Linked DNA regions of Mus musculus: region 1 is linked to region 2. The links are chromatin contacts, called in public ChIA-PET maps. All regions are on one chromosome and are shown on one strand. The core of a region is the stretch at or near the end of the contact, and the rest is flanking DNA. Distances in the headings are between cores, read along the strand shown. Region 1 holds the start of Pifo (primary cilia formation). Region 2 has its middle 23 kb from the start of 2010016I18Rik.

Evidence for each region. ChIA-PET counts read pairs in DNA pulled down with a chosen protein or histone mark.
Region 1: an RNA polymerase II ChIA-PET map of memory CD8 T cells shows a contact between it and region 2, with 114 read pairs. The contact joins the promoter of Pifo here to the enhancer-like site in region 2. A contact is called at or near these places in 20 of 39 promoter capture datasets (the 3T3-L1 cell line, the C10 cell line, the HPC-7 cell line and 12 more), 1 of 15 datasets of contacts at CTCF or cohesin (the NIH/3T3 cell line), 44 of 484 Hi-C or Micro-C datasets (the 3T3-L1 cell line, 3T3-L1-derived adipocytes, the AML12 cell line and 33 more), 9 of 115 datasets of contacts at active chromatin or transcription factors (T-cell acute lymphoblastic leukemia, bone marrow-derived dendritic cells, effector CD8 T cells and 5 more) and 3 of 9 other capture datasets (adipose tissue, liver and pancreatic islet).

Annotation. Positions count from the first base shown.
Region 1 is chr3:106,000,059-106,002,758 of GRCm38.p6, reverse strand. It overlaps Pifo (primary cilia formation), which reads left to right and starts at 1,262. Exons shown (of 6, transcript NM_029604.3): 1 at 1,262-1,432; 2 at 1,516-1,661; 3 at 2,289-2,387. The coding sequence starts at 1,372.
Region 2 is chr3:106,461,437-106,464,136 of GRCm38.p6, reverse strand. No RefSeq gene overlaps it. Among named protein-coding and RNA genes, the nearest start is that of 2010016I18Rik, 23 kb to the left of the region's middle. Within about 2 kb of position 1,421, at least 74 of the 459 cell types and tissues checked have an H3K27ac peak or open chromatin away from gene starts, as enhancers often do. A contact at or near this core is called in B cells, CD4 single positive thymocytes, CD8 T cells and 10 more, where this site is marked.

The DNA of each region.
Region 1 (2,700 bases), core at 13-2,512, 460 kb after region 2:
CTAAACCACCAACCAAAGAAAACACATGGTGGGACTCGTGGCTCTAGCTGCATATGTAGCAGAGAATGGACCAGTTGGCCATCAATAGGAGGAGAGGCCTTTGGTCCTGTGAAGGTTCTATACCCCAGTATAGGGGAATGCCAGGGCCAGGAATGGGAGTGAGTAGATTGGGGAGCAGGGGAGGAGGGAAGGGATAGGGGATTTTCAGAGGGAAAACTAGTAAAGGGTTAGATGTAAATAAAGAAAATATCTAATAAAAAAATCTAAAAAATAATCTAAGGAAGGAAGGAGAGAGGGGGGGGGAGGGAGGAAGGGAGGGAGGGAGGGAGGGAGGGAGGGAGGGAGGGAGGGAGGAAGGAAGACACACAGCAGCATGGGCCAGACAGTGTGTCTTGTTACCTCCTATACCTGGACAAGTCGTAAAGCTACCCTAAAACACAGGGGAGAAAAGTTCTTGTTTCTGCACAGGACAAAGTTTAATAACAAACATTCTGATGTTCTTTCTCTCAGTAGTATGAAAAAGCTCAAAGGTTAGTTGGCTGTTATCTATGTGATGAAAACCTTTTACGTTGACAACTGCTAGGAAGTACACACTGTGTGGTTTTGCTTCCACAGCCTTAAAACACTCAGCAAACCTGTCAGTAGAATTATGAGGATACTGAGACTTACAAAAATGTTAAATTATTAAGCTCTTCAACAATGCAAATGCACTCTTAGTGTTCCACTGAGAGCCATTAGCTTTTGAAAGCCTCCTACCCACACGTTCCTGCGCTCTCCTACCCCTGCACCCCTACACACACACACACACACACACACACACACACACACACACACACACACACGATCTCAGACTTGAGGAAAAAGAAAAACGGATCTAAAATGGACCTGATGGGGTCCTTGCTGTCAGCGCAATCTCAACACCCACCTGCCCCACAGTCCTCTGCTCCAGGCATCGTTCAGAGGCACAATCTTCCTCACTTGTCAGCACAGAGTTTTCTCCTTTTCTGGTCCCCGGAGTCCAGACCTAGGGTGATCTGAGCCCCATAGACCTACCTTTACAGCAGTGTATTCTTCGTGGACTTTTCCAAAGAAGTTTTCCACACACTCACCCATGTAGCCCTTCCACCTGGTGCCTAGCTGGTGCCACCCTCTAGAGTTAAGAGCCTCAAAGCTTAGATGTAACTTGACCTGTGTCCTGAGCAACCTGCTGCGCAGGCGCGCTCAGAGCTCTCCGCGGTTCCGTTCCCTTGGCAACGTAGTACACAGAGCTAATCCTAGCACCCTGCAGGATGTGCTTCAGCAGAATAGGTAAGGAGAGTAGCAGAGATTTACAGAGCAGACAGCAGAAGAAGGGTAAGAAGAGCAGGAGAGATGAACACGGAGGAAATACCGGTTGCTCCTCCGCTCCGTGGAGTTACACCTGCTTTACAATGTAAGAGTTGGCAGCACGGTCCCCTTGCCCCATGCTTCCCTCCACCCACGTGCTCACCTGGAGTTTCTTCTCTTGATCTTTAGGGAAGGTGAATAATTACTCCTTTGGAACACGTCAAGCGAGGAAACTCTTTCCTCACTACCATCCCCCAACCTGGCTGGGGAACCTGTATCTCCCTCTTAGGGGAATGCCCCACACAGGCCCTGGGTGTTATGCAGCAGCAACAGATGTAAGTATTCACTTCCCCTTGGGTGGGACTCAGTTTCCTGTCTACAGCAGGATGCATAGGTGTTCTGGGAGAAAAACTGCTCTATGTGTAACTTTAATTTCTGGGTCCCAATATGAGACAAGCTGTAGAGCCTATGTGTAAACTACGATAGTTCGCCACTTTCCATCCCCCACTAAACGCAAGCTTGTCTTCATATAATCCCTTCCCTGTCTTCACTTCCAGCGCCCTCTTGAGCTGTCAGTCAGTACAATCTTCAGGCTGACTCTTCCATAAAAGTAAATTCAGTTGTTGACAGCTCTAAAGACTGAAGCCATTGGGATACACAGAAATTCATGTGTTTGTCTGTCCAGCCACACCTCTTTGCAAAGTCACTTGTGTCATTTGTTGAACTCTATGCTTTTGACTATAAAAGAACCAAGACAAGGTGGGGGAAGGCCATGTCTTGCAGAGAAGTTTACACATTCTGTATTCACTCCACTTTGAAGGCCGTTCTAGGATTGTGTTACTAATTCTGATGCTTTTCTTCTTTCTCCACCCCACCCCACCACCGCACCACCACCACCCCAACCCCACGCCCACCCCACCCCCCACCCCACCCCGCCTTCGTTCTCTTCCTTCCACTGGAAGTGGAATGGTTTGGCATATAATCTATCGAAAGTCCCAACCAGTACGAAAGGCTATGCTATTGGAGCCAGGACAGCTGTGAGGTTTAAGCCAATCAGCAAGGTAATGTTCTGGGATTGTTCTGGGTGGATCATGTGGCAACATAAATTTATGTTGAGACATTAACACAGGTAGATGATTGGGAAGCAGGGAGAAAAGCCCTTCACTAAAGAAATGGATCCAAAGCAAGGTTTTAATAACCAAAAGTTGAAATTGAGAACCTACATACATCACGTTATCTTGTCAGTTAAAGGATAAATTCCAACTTTTTTACTTTGTGGTATATGTGTCTGGCTAGATTTCAAGTCTAATTATGTGGGGGGAAATCTTATCTTTCTTTTTCTGATGTAGTTCTGAGCCTAGACTGCACCAGGCA
Region 2 (2,700 bases), core at 172-2,671:
TTCACTGCAGCATAAGTTAAGCCAATTGACTGTGATGGGTGTGGTGGCTCACACTTGTAATTACAGCATTTTCGGGGTTGAGAAAGGAGGATTGTTATGAGTTTGAGGTTAGCCTGCTCTTGATAGTGAGTTCCAGGATAGCCTGGGCTATGAAATGAGACCTTATCTTGACAAAGAAGAAATAGTGGTCAGAGAGATTGCTCAGTGGAGTGGTTAGGAATGTTTGTTCCTCTTGAAGAGAATCTGAGTTCAGTTCCAAGCATCCATACTGGGCACTTTTCAACTATGTGTTACTCCAGATTTAGGGGATCTGATGACCACTTCTTGATTCAATGGACACCGCACTCATGAGTGCATACCTCCACACAGACACACCTAAGCACATATTAATAAAAACAAACAAGAAAGAACAGGCTATGGTAGTACATGACTAATTCAAACACTTGGGAAGTAAAAAGAGGAGAGTCAGGAGTTCAAACACCATTCCCCTCTCCATAGAGAGCTTGAGACCAGCCTGAGCTCTTCTCAGGATGCACAGCATATTGGTGGTAGTGTACCAATACCAATACCTGTCCCCAAACTCGGGGTCCAGAGACAGTTAAAAGTTCTAGCTGTACAAACATGAAAACCTGAATTTGATCCCTGGAACCCACGTAAACAAAAAAATGTTAAGATGTAGCACTCACATGGCAAGATGAGAGGCAGAAACCAGGGCCAGCTAGCTTAGAGACTAGAATTCTTGAAAGACCCTCAACAAGATGGAAATAAGTACCAGCTACCAAAATATGTCCTCTGTTCTAAACACAGACACACACACACACACACACACACACACACACACACACACAGGAGAGAGAGACAGAGACAGAGAGACAGACAGAGAGACAGACAGAGAGACACAGAGAGAGAACGCCCTTCGGAGTAAGCTGAACTCTTGAAACTACACATCCTAATAAGATATGTATAAAGGACAGCCTCAGCATTAAGTGCTGTTCTTATCAGACTTAAAAAAATAACTTATTTTAGCGTTTTAAAATGTAATTTTAAATTAGCATACAAAATATTAGGTGTCACTTTAGTGTTCTCAAAGTGCTTTAGCAGATTCTCCTCAACCATCTTCTCCACCCCTAATCTCTTGTAGCCTCCTCAACAAACTTTAACAATTTAAAATTACCATTGCTATTTATGGGTGAATATGGATGTATGTATGACAGGTACATATGTGAAGGTCCGAGGACAATTTTTAGGAGTTCTTTGTTTCCTCCCACCAAGTGGTTGGAGATTGAGCAAAGGCTGTCAGGTTTGGTGATAAATACCTTCACCTACTGGGCCATCTCTCCAGCTCCACGATTTTCTAAGAGTCAACCTTCCCCATATTTTATCTTTACATCTTTACATCTTATTCTGAGACATCTTTACGTCACTGCTTGTTATTTCCTGGGTGCCTTGCTGATGGGTGGAGGGGGCTGAACCATATGAACCTGTCTGAAATCATCCCTCCAAAGGGTTTTCATACCCAACACGACTCTCCCAGATATCACAAAGGCCAAGGGAAATAGTTGATAAGAGCAGGGCTTAAATAAGATTATTGGAGCTAATATTATTGCCAAATAATCCCAGTACAAATATTAGTTTGCACAACAGAGCTCACGAGTGTCCTTGCATGTGAGACGAAGCAGGATATAGTAGTAGTCAGCAGCTGCTGGACCACATGAAGGATGTGAGATCTGAGTAGCAATCAAGCTGCAGGCAGTGTGAGAAAACACAAGCACCAAGTTCCCAGGGTGTATGTGAACATGCAGCTTTTACAAAAAGGCATAGGGAGTGGGTGTGCAGTGTTGGTCTGCCATGCTCAGAGGAAACCAAATGCAAATTGCTATGCTTTGTAGAGGTCTTAGTTTCCAGTCTCCTTTTGTCAAGAAAGTAGAGACTTGCTGCAAGAGGCTGAGCACCAAGTGGGGGCCAAGGTTATTTAGTAGCTTGCTTTAGAGAAGGAGGTGGAATGCTCACCACAGCACTAACCAGAGGAAGTTGTCTGCTCCTCAAGGTCTTTTTGAGACTTCCGGTCTTTGCATCTGATGGAACAGTTTGCGCCAGAAGTGAGTCCTCACTTGAATCTTTCTGAAGACAGAGATGGAGAGGTGAGAAGGACTATGAATGATCAACAAACTGCATCCCATGCTGCCTTTGAGCTGCATGCTGACTAGGGGTGGAGGGGAGAGCAAGCTTTGCAAAAAGAAACACAAAGTGTTCGGTCAAGAACTGCTGAAGCGCCGGGCGTGGTGGCTGGCACACGCCTTTAATCCCAGCACTCGGGAGGCAAAGGCAGGCAGATTTCTGAGTTCGAGGCCAGCCTGGTCTACAAAGTGAGTTCCAGGACAGCCAGGGCTATACAGAGTAACCCTGTCTCGAAAAACAAAAACAAACAAAAACAAACAAACAAACAAAAAACAAACCAAAAACCAAACCAAAACAAAAAAAGAACTGCTGAAGCTAAATCCTGGCCTGCCATTTGAAAGCTTCTTGGGAAACTCCTTCCCTGCGAAATGGGAAGAATGTGATGCCTATTGACTGTGAGGGTGTCATAACATTCTCATTTTAATTTCTGCCATTTCTCCAGTTTCCAGGATTGCTTTAGCCTTCTTCCTGTATTCCTGTTTCCAAACAAAACTTAAATTCTGATTGTGTTTCTTGTTTTTT